Linked DNA regions of Mus musculus: region 1 is linked to region 2. Evidence: chromatin contacts called from public Hi-C data. All regions are on one chromosome and are shown on one strand. The core of a region is the stretch at or near the end of the contact, and the rest is flanking DNA. Distances in the headings are between cores, read along the strand shown.

Region 1 (5,587 bases), core at 2,699-5,198, 35 kb after region 2:
ACAACTCTAGTATCTGCTGACTCAACTTGAATATACCACAAAAAAAAAAACAAAAGCAAAACATTTGTTCAGAAACTTATAACTACTGGACTAAGCAATATAAATGAATACTGACAGGATTTTAAAAGTAAATACATATTATCTTCTTAATACTTTCTGATTCAAAGCTACTGTTATTCAAGTACAAAGAATGGCCTGGAAAACTATACATATATTTTATAAAATAAAATACTATGCAAGTGACAGAAGAGTAGTCAGATAACTCATAATGAGTATAATTATGGCTCATCAAACTAAAACCCTTTCATCACTGTCTGCTTTTATGTGGACCATGAAAAGAGGATAAAATTGTATGCTTTTAAGAGTCAGGAAACCAAGTGAATAAGAATATGAAAAAGTAAGAATATGCAACAGGAACCACATACACATGACATATTCTAAAATATTCACTACAGGTCCCTTTTGAGAAGTTTGCTCAACCTCTAACAGTCACACTGTGGAATAAATAATACTGCATGGAACAGATTTTAGGAAGTCTTTTATATTCACACAAACTACCCTCTACCTTTCATAGCTTTCTTGGAACCCTGATGTCTTGAGATGAGGTTGGCCTCTGCTGATCTTCCTTTGTTTAGGCACCTACGTAGTTAACATTATCGCTTCACACCAACTCTCACTGTCACATAGGATGATAGGATGGTAAGCAATACCCTTATATGTACTGAGCTACATGTATCACAACATATTCTTCTGAATTTTTTTTAATATAATATTTTCCACTGGTATACTCTCATAGCTATGTATTCTAGTCCTGGTATTTTAAATTCTAATATACTGCTTCCGCTTTAATTTCCCATTCAACTCATTTTCTTATCACCCCCACCTCTAAAATATCTTCTCTAGACCTAGTCAGGAATTCCTTGAGACCTCCTTTTTCTTCCAACCCATCAGCACCTAAGTGATCCTGATGTCCTTCCCTATACAACCACTATCCCAGAATGCATCTCTGAACTCCTCCGTTATATCATGGAGTAGCAAAGTTACCCCTCATGCTCTAATTCCTGTGCTGCAAGATGTCTACCTGAAGGCAGTACAACACTGCCTTCTCTTTAAAATTTAAACCTAACATATACAGAAAGACAAAGCTAAGCTTTTTAGAAAGTAGAGTCTTTCAAATGTATGGTGTAAGGGTTGGCCTAGCTTTGTATCCTTAGCCTTTATTCTGATGTCTCTGGTTAATACTGTTCCCACTTTTCACTACTCCATTCCAAAATGTTTACTGCCTTCTTCAAGGCCCCTAAACTTACTTTCTCTTGCAGATAAGCTCACATTAAAATTTTCTAAGAAAAGCCAAGCGTAGTTGTGCACATCTGCAAATCCCAGCACTCAGATGAAGGTAGGAGGATCAAGGAGTTCAAGGCCATCCTTTGCTTCATAGGGAATTCCAGAACAGCCTAGGCTACATGAGACCCTGTCTCAAAGAAAAAAGGGAAAAACCTAAGAAAATTAAAAATACCAGATTCAATTCTTCATCTTGCTAAGACTTACAAATTAATATTACTGAAGGAAATCTCACCTATTTCCTTCTTGCTATGTTCAAATCTATTCCCTCTACCAATACTTTTATATCCAATCCTGCTGTGCCTCAGGAGCACAAGCAACTCTATCAATTCTCAATCTCTTTTGTTCTTCAGCTTCTCCTTCTTTGGCCTCCCCATAGTCTATTTATAACCAGCCAAAAGTCTCATTTAAGATTTGTTTTTAATATCATATTCAGAGAGCTGCTGACAACTTGACCATGAAACTGCCATGATTTTTTTTTTTTTAAATCTGTAAATACTTGCCCCACAAAAAGAGACAGAACAACCAGGAGAATAAAGTAGATTAAACTAAACCAAAACCAAACACTGGCAACAAATACACATAAACCACTGAGTATCCTCCATGAACCCTTTCTGACCTGTAAAGGTCAAACTCTAACACCAGATTGCCACAGTATCAAAACAGTGAATAGGAGAAAGGGAAACAGAGCTAGGACAGCCCTTGAATCCAATACTCAGAGATCAAATGGTCTCTAGCTACTACTGCTTTTTGCTTCTTTCCCTCCAAACTGAAGGTTCACTGTTGATGTAGAATACAATTGATGTAGTATACAATTCTAGTAGAAACCTTCTCAAGCTATAATTTAAAAGCAAATGCAAGCAGTCCTTTGAAAGTTCAAAGACTTTAAAGGAAAGTCCCTTGTATAACAAGCAAAAAATTGTCAGGCACTGAAATCTAAACAGAGCAAAGCCATGAGAAACAGAGGAAAGGTCTAGAATGATTCTGACTACTGAAGGTATTTGATAATGTTTGGAAACTATTTTGGTTACCATAACCGGGGCAGAGTTATGTAACTAGCCTCAAAAGACAAGGGATACAACTAACCATCCTACAGGACATAAGGTTACCTGTCCCCTGGGAATATCTGGTCTAAAGCATCAGTGATAGAAAAGTCAAAGTTCCTGCTCTAGACAAAGAAGTGAAACAGAGACAGAGCCTGGAGCTGTGAGGCCGACCTGCCCAACTTTCTCCATCTCAAAGCAGCACAGAAGTAGCCATCTTAATCAAACACACACACACACACACACACACACATTGATTGAGAGAGATAGAGAGAGAGAGAGAGAGAGAGAGAGAAAGGGGGTGCGGAAAGAGAAGAGAGAGAACTAAAATCTCAGGAAGAAAAGGAATAAAATTGAAAAGAATTAAAAAAAAAAAAGAGGTTTGAAAATAATACCTGAAAAAGAGTGAAATAATTTCCATAATGTTTTTCTAAGAAAAGAATGAGCAGAGAAACATTGCTACGATAAAGCACATTTCCATGGAGACATGAGGACATTTTAACATATTTTTAAAGGCCTTTTCTCATTTTAACTCATTGGGAAGATAACAATTTAAATCATACATATGAACACTAAAAATTTTATTTTAGAAAAAATTTATGACAGCAGCAAAGTACATGAAATTATTGATAAATCTATTTTTCAAAAGTTATGTAGAACATATAGACTGGAATTCACAAATACTGACATGAGAGACATCTAAATATGTGAGAAGTAAGCCTGGTATGCTCAAGGGCTGTCCTCCCAGCACTTGGGAGCTAGAGGCAGAAGTGATATGAGTTTGAGGTCAGTAGGATCTACAGAGCGATTCCCTATCTCAAAACAAAAATAAAAATATAGCATACTAACAAACTACTGGTAAATATATCAATTCTCGAGAGGATATGTAGAGTCAATATAATAATTTTTTTAAAAGCAGAAGGCTTCTTTCTAGAAATTAGAAAATGTGTGTTTTGGAAAAGTGAAAGATCAAGAATAGTCGGAGGAGAAAAAAAAGAAGTAAATATATGTTCATGACTAACACATGACAACCAGAAGTTAACCCAAAACTAAAAAGAGGGAGAAGTATGGACTAAAGTAATTGGTCATAGGATATGATCAGTTGGCATATTATAATAATATAATATTGGAATGGTTAAAGCTGAGAGACTTACTAAGAGTACTGATTGCATCTTGGGTAGATAGTTTGCTATAACAAGAACATACAGGCACCCAAGTTTGTAATAAATTCAGTAAAAATGGCTAGTGTAAAAGTTTTAATATCACATAAAGATTAGATTTTATTTATCCTGAAGGCTGATAAATAGAACCCGCAGGCCAAATACAGCTTCCAGTCTGTAATATATGAACAAGTTAAATTATTTTCACATTTTATTAACTGGAGGGAAAAAAGCAAATAGCCCAAATAGCTTGACTGCTTAGAATATTTGTTATCTGGTCTTAAAAAAAAAAAAAAAAACCAACCAAGCAATGCTTGCTAACTGAAGTAGAGCAAGTAACCCCAGCCATCACAGTGGGTATAGAGTATCTGTTGCATAACACAATGAGGAAACTGCAACAACGCTGAAATGAAATTTACTGTGGTTATATGTGAGCCAAAATGGTGCATATTTGTAATCCCAGCACTCAGGAAGCGAAGGCTGGAGGGCTGTGAATTTGAAGCCACCCTGAGCCACAAAGCAAAGTCCTATCTATCCATAATCCTTGTGCACTATATCATATATCATTTCCCCTGCCATCTGTTACAACTTAATGCTGCAGTATCTCTTATCCAGATATATTAACAACCTAAGATGACAGTCCACCTTCAAGGCCACCTCATTCTAAACAACTCTGTTCTGCAAAAAATTATCATCCAAAAAATATAAATTCATAGTGTTATTTGATCTTTTCAAAAACTTTCAATGTCATTTGATTACACATTCAAGGACTCAAATCACTGCCTAATTAACTCACATTAAATATTGTATTCACTATACACTTTATAGGAGTAACATGTAATTGGTGATCACACTGCTAGCAACAATAGTCACTCAGTAAAATTATTAGTAATTACTGTCACAGATCATGTGATATTACAGCCGGGTCTCACAATGGGATCTCCCTATTTTTGACTCTAAGCACATTAAACTCCTCCTCTCTGCATCTCTAAAGACACGGGTCAAATCTTGGTCTTGACACTTAATAGGTAAGACTTCAAGCTAACTAGTTAACTTTCTGAACTTAATCAAATTTAGTACCATAGCTATATGCCACTAGGATGTTGAAAGAATAAATAGAACATGAGAACTATCAACAGTGCAGTGACACTGGTAAACAGCGGTCTCTTGGAAGAGTGAGCAGCATTTAAGCTAGGCATGATAGCACACACCTGTAATCTAAGCTTTCAGAAAGCAGAACCAGGAGGAGCATGAGTTCAAAGCCAGCTATGCTACACAGGGAGATCCTATCTCCAAAAATTGTCACTTACAAGAACAAACAGAAATGCTTTCCTTCTTTTTCTCACAAAAAGGCAAAAGTAAAGTTATCACTCAAAGAAATAGGTTCAACTACAAAATCTATCTTTACTTTTCTGGGGGAAACACCTTAATTCCAAAGATAGTACATTTGTGAGAAATTTTTCTATATGACTAAGCAAAACAGATATGGAATCTTATCTTATATGATTTATTAACAACTAAAATGAATTATACTTTATTAAATTTACAAATAATCAACATATTCCTAGGCTACATGTAAAAGTAAGTTCTTTGGTTTGCCCTATTAGCCTAATACAAACATAAATATATACAAAATGTATTCCAATATCTATGTATAATAAACCCATTTTTAAATGTCCTACTAGCATGCATACGTTTAAAATCCATATATAGTAACTACATTCAGAGAATTCACTGCATTTGCCTTATAACATAGGCTTTCACAATATGGATCAGGAGTTAAATTTATAAAGCAAAACAAAGAAAGAATGAAAGGATGAGGGAAAAGCAGCACAGCACCCCACGTTGGTATTTTCATTTTGCTTTCTCATCTTTCTCATTGTTTTTTGTTTACTTGTTCCTACTTCATAGTAAGGAAACTGGTGGCATAGAAGGGATAAAGTCTTGGGACAGATGAACCAACCATTGGAAAGCACAGATGGAGCCTACTTCCTACCATATATATAAATTAATTACAAATGGATCAAAGTCCTAAATATAAGG
Region 2 (5,411 bases), core at 1,219-3,718:
CTTTGGGCTGTGTTTATAATCTCACACACAATGAAGTGGTTTGATTCCTGATCGCACTGAGGAGTGAGAGCTACATCTAATTAGAGCTACCACTGCCTTCCTAGCACCCCACCATGGTCCATGCTGTCTTTGTGCTGCCTCTTCATAGACTCTCTTCTGACATCCAACTTTGCTATCTGCCTGTTGTCAGTGCCCTCAAGTCCTATTGAGTCACTCACCCTCTAGCTCAAACAGGTCTCCATCACCTCCTACCATTTCCCCTCAGCTTATTCTGACACGTTTCCTTGCCGTGGTTACTTTTCTGCCTATGGTCAGAACAGGCTGAGATTACCACAGATAAATCCTCACTAGAAGGTCTTAGCTTTTGTTTGGCAAGGGACAACTCAGAAGTGGTGCTTGAAACTGTCAGGTGACCCAGTTGTAGTGTAGATGAGCTCGTTATTCTGGGAAATAGTGGCTGAGCAGGGATATGGGTGTCCCACATGTCACTGTGAGAACCTCTTCTCTGCATGCCTGGGTTGCTGGTCCTCCTCCTCCTCCCTCTCCCATTTCCCATGGGCACCTTCCCCTCTGCCCTTCCTTCGTGCATCTCCTGCCCATCCTCTGATATCCAGTCTGGAGCCAGTGCTCGCTGATTCTAGACCTTCTGCCCTCATTCTGACCTTCCACAGTACAGTGTTTATATAGCATAAAGTCCTCCTCAGCATATAGTCATAATACTCATAATTTCTATCGTTTCCTGCAAAGTTTTTGAGGGTAGAGTGTGTTTCCTTCTTGGTAGTTGCTTCAAGATTTCCAGCTGATGGTTTTCTGCAATTGGCGGTACCCTATACATGTACACGGGACTACATGTATACGCATGTGGAGACCAATCCCTCATGTACAGTTTACCTTAAAAAGAAAAAGCCATCACCACCAGCCTGGAACTCACTGACAGCACAGTGAGCCTCAGGGATTCTGTCTCCATCTCCCTAACAGAGATAACAAGCACAAGCCACAGTGCTGGGCTTTCCGCCAGTACTGCAGGTATTGACCATAGGAACTGGGGATTAAGCTCCAGTCCTTGAGCTCACAAGGCAAGCACCTTACCAGCGGAGCCATCTCCCCAGCCTTCAATGCCACTCTTGGGCTACTCCAACTTGAACAATTCTGGTCTTGGTTGGGCATTCTGAAATGATAAACCATCACTTGCCACCCCCAAAGCCTTTTGATAGGACCACCCAGGAAGAGATACCATTGATGACATGCTTACGATTAAACAAAACATCCATACTACTATTGTCATTTTAGGGCTGGATGAAAAGGGACAAAGTAGAGACAAAGTAGAAAGCCTTAATGCGTGCACACACACACACACACACACACACACACACACACGTATGTATGTATATAGTATTACTTAATCTCATTCGCCTTATTGATAGATATTTAGGACCAGAACGACTTTTAGGACAGACGTTGCTAAAACATCACCCAGGAGAGCCCAGCTGGCCTGGAAATCAGTCTTCCTGCTTCTGCCTTTCTATTATTGGAATCACAAGGGCAGGCCAGCCACACCTGGCCTTCATGATTCTTCCCTCTAAGGAGTGTATGGGATGTTTGCACCAAAATAGCTTCCATACAGCAAACTAGCCCAGCGCTAGAACTCTAGGAGGCTGCCATACCTTTGAAGGTAATGGACAGAGCCTTCTGACTCCAGACCCTTCCCCAAGCTCAGGCAGGCAAGATTGATCCAGGGCGGGGAGCCAGAGGCAAGTATTCCAGCACAGTTTTGCGGTTAGGCAGAACCCCAAGTAAGTCTCCAAGAATAAACGAGCAAGTCACAAGGAGCTGGGAGGCGGGGGTGGGGGAGGGGGTGGGGGCCGACTGTGAACTTTGCTGCAGGCGGACCTGTCACTCCTGCTGACAGCAAGCACCTTGCACCTTCAAGTTTTTAAAGAAGGCGGCGCGTCCCAGACAGTGTGCTTGGCTCCGGGGAAATGAACTTCTGAGGTTGGAAAGGGAAAGGAAAAGGTTGGGGGGGGGGGGGTGGCCACTGGCCCGGCGGGACACCTGTGGAGTGGACAGCTTTGTTAGGTCCGGGCGGTTCCCGCTCAGGCTACCTGGCGTCGGGCTCCTCCTCCGACTCGGCCGCCGTCTCCTCCCCCTCGCCCTCCGACTCCTCCTCCGTCTCCAGCTCCTGGGCCACCTCCTCGTCTGCACCCCATCCTAGGAAGCCCTGGGCTGCGAGTCCGCTGTCGCCGCTCTCCATCGCGCCTGTCCTGGCCGGAGTCGGAGCTGCCCACGCCTCGCCCGGTGTTCTCCGTCTGACTGCACTTTGCCAGGGCCCGCGGGGCTGCTTGGGTTCCCGGCGCGCGGGGCGGGGTCGCCCCAAGCCTTTAAATAGAAGGCGTCAAGAAAGTTTCGCCACGGAGCTTCTGCGGCCCTGGCTCAGCTTCCTCTGGTTCCAGTCCCTGCCAACTTCCCCGCCCGTTTTGGCAGATCTTCAGCGGCCTTTGTGGCCAGGGCAGAAAGCAGTGTTGAGCGTCAAAAGGACCCACCAGCCCAGCCTTCCATCTAGTGGCCTGGTGGTTCTTACACTTCTAGCTGAGCTGCGGGTGCTTCGTGCCAAATGAGGCAGCATCCAGAGAAGATAACGTTATGGTTTGTAGCTAGCTTAAGGCCCCACTGCTCTTACTGTGACAATGGAAACAAACTAGCGCCCTAGGGGACTAAGATCTCATTGGATCAAGTAAAGCCAGTGCTTAACCTGTCAACCACTGCTCTAGGACGAAAGCCCAAGATCCTCATAGAGATCAAATCCTGACTAATCCACTTTTAGAAATCAGGTATTTACACAGTATCAAGTGAATTCTTTCTGCCTGAGAGGCCCACCTGTTCACTTATTCAAGATCACCACCTTTCTCTGAAATCTCCATGTTTGAACTCCTGCTCCTCTCCAGGAACTCAAAGCAGTCTTTTGAATATGATTGTTTCTGTTTGTAAGATAATGTTTCTGAAAAGGCCTAGACCTGTTTAGTACAACGGTTAGAAAGACGGCTAGATCTCCAAACCTTTATTTTAATCATCGCAGATTCTTACAATTGTTAAATGAGATGGAAACTAAGGGTATTATTCTCCAGTTACATCAGCTTGTGTGCTGTACATCGGGTCTGAGGACAGAGAGGTATAGATAGGCATCCTCTTTTACCACTGATTTTGCCAAGACCCTATTTCAAACTAACTCAAAATTTAGAATTATTTAGAGTCCACACGTCTAATACTAACAATATTTTAACAGCACATCCAAACAAAAAATGTAGTATTCACTTGAAATTGAAAAGATTTTAAGTCTCCAGCTGGGGAAATGCTCAATGGGTGGAGCACTTGCGTAGCAGACACCGGCTGTGTTTAATCCCTAGCACTGAAAAGAAATTGTAAAAAACCAAACACCTTTAGCTGATACAGCTGGACTGCCCTGAGTATATGATCTTAAGTGCTGGCTCATGGATTCCAGTATGCAGATTTCTTAAGCCTTTTGTCTATTTGTTACAACAAATAGTCTGACTAGGAGAGTGGAACCACTGAAAACAACATGGTGGCAATGCAAGAGTCCACACTACGGCAAAGTCTGAGGCTTTATTAAATGCCATAGTGCTGCAGAGTAGAACACCCGTCCCCAAGGGACTATGATTGACAAACATTACCTGAGGTCACACTGAACTGTTATACTCAATACACTCTGAGAAAGCGCTGCACAATGTGGGATAAATCTTAGAAATGTTTCCAAGAAAAAAAATCATATGTAAATTTTTTTAAACTGCATCAAAAGTACTACAGATCAGTATTCTAAAAAACTGACCCATAGAGAAAGCTCTAATCCTAATTATAACACAGAAGTAATGTGGTTCACAGGCTCCAGATGAGCTTCGTCCCAGACACTCTTCGCATTCAATAATCAAGCACGATTAGGTTCCGATCAGTTAAGATAATTACAGCCTTAATATCACAAAAACAACTGCACAGAAAAATAACACCTCAACAATGTCCAGATATAAACTTTATTCCATTTGACAGCATACAAAAATTTAAACTTAAAAAGAAAAAAGAAAATATGCACCCTTTGTAAGTCAAACAAAGTGAAAGTTTTAGTTTTTTAATTGGTCTGCAAAAAATAGTTTAGTGGTACAAATTGTACCACTGTAGGCCTACAAGAAGTTTGCAATCTTTGAAAAAGTTAAAACTGCCTTCAAGATTACTTTTTATATTTAAATGTACAATACAGGTACTGACCAATTTACAAGTATTTACATAAACTAAAAACAATCTTATTAAACAGCTTAGCTTGCATCTGAACTACTACTTTCATGTGGAAGAGAAATACTAAAAAAGATTTTTGTATAAACATTAAACTTTTATTTATAACTTTATTGTCTTATCTAAAACACTTTGTAGTGGCTTACTGCCTAAAAATTCCAGTTTAGATTATAATCCACGGAAATCTGATTCTACAAGTAGGATATAATCTCAACGTTGATGTTTCCGTTTTCTGCTGTTTCCTATCATGAGGAAAATAAAACCAGGAAAACAGGCGAAGCCACAGTGCACAGGTTCACTGTGCTATCAGAAAGCAGAAGAAACTCCATTTTTTCCAAAATATTTAAGTCAGAGACTTTCAAATAGTCCATAAACAAGTCACTAACTGTTGTTAGTGTTCCTGTTACAACAGTGCAAAATGTATTGTTTCAACACAAAATCTAAAGCAACCTCCAGAGTCTATCAAAGTCAGTTGTGAAGTGCTATAAACAGTACAGCCACCCCTCAGACAGTGTCCCAGGGAGTCGAGTGAAGACTGAAGGCAACTGTCCAGTATTTCAAGACGCCACAGTGATCGCACTGAATCAAAGATTTCATTTGCTTCAAGTAACTGAATAGCTGACTTGAATCTTTACTTGACTAGAACTGAGCTAGACTGCTGCTGCTGCTGCCAGTTATACTAAGTACTAGGATCTTTGCAAAATCCCACGTAGTTCTCAGGATAAGTATGTGGTACAAGTACTTGAGAATATATCAAAACCTTATTAGTTCAGGTAATTTCTCAAAATATATTTTATGCTGAAAAGTCATGCCATAATACTACTAAGAGATGTAAACATTTTCAAAAATACATTTTCTTAAATCAAAGAGTTTATTAGGAAATGTCATAATAAAATATGCAATCTTTATATATGTCCTTTTAAAAATAAAACATGAAAACAAGAACATTAAAAATAAACCATGATGGAGGTAAACAAAATGAATTATGATAGATCTGTTGTTCTTTATTTCTTGGAAGAATTGAAGAATTAGAGACCAGTTATCTTTTCAGGGTAGCAGCTCTCAAAGGCAGCACACTGTTCAGATCTCTCTTGTTTTTCAATCTCTGCCATGAC

What was found. Hi-C and Micro-C count contacts between places; a contact is called where the count stands out from the background.
Region 1: a Hi-C map of bone marrow-derived macrophages shows a contact between it and region 2, with 1.9 times the contacts expected there. The contact joins the enhancer-like site here to the promoter of Cmya5 in region 2. A contact is called at or near these places in 4 of 39 promoter capture datasets (cranial neural crest, liver and maxillary cranial neural crest), 29 of 484 Hi-C or Micro-C datasets (B cells, the G1E-ER4 cell line, the HPC-5 cell line and 22 more), 6 of 115 datasets of contacts at active chromatin or transcription factors (the HPC-7 cell line, effector CD8 T cells, embryonic fibroblasts and 2 more) and 1 of 9 other capture datasets (adipose tissue).

The regions. Positions count from the first base shown.
Region 1 is chr13:93,175,788-93,181,374 of GRCm38.p6, forward strand. Tent2 (terminal nucleotidyltransferase 2) reads right to left here. Exons shown (of 15, transcript NM_133905.3): 5 at 1-25. Among named protein-coding and RNA genes, the nearest start is that of Tent2, 14 kb to the right of the region's middle. Within about 2 kb of position 3,949, at least 13 of the 459 cell types and tissues checked have an H3K27ac peak or open chromatin away from gene starts, as enhancers often do. A contact at or near this core is called in B cells, bone marrow-derived macrophages and liver, where this site is marked.
Region 2 is chr13:93,142,256-93,147,666 of GRCm38.p6, forward strand. Cmya5 (cardiomyopathy associated 5) reads right to left here and starts at 2,469. Exons shown (of 13, transcript NM_023821.3): 1 at 2,103-2,469. The coding sequence starts at 2,251. Tent2 (terminal nucleotidyltransferase 2) reads right to left here. Exons shown (of 15, transcript NM_133905.3): 15 at 3,600-5,410. The coding sequence ends at 5,336.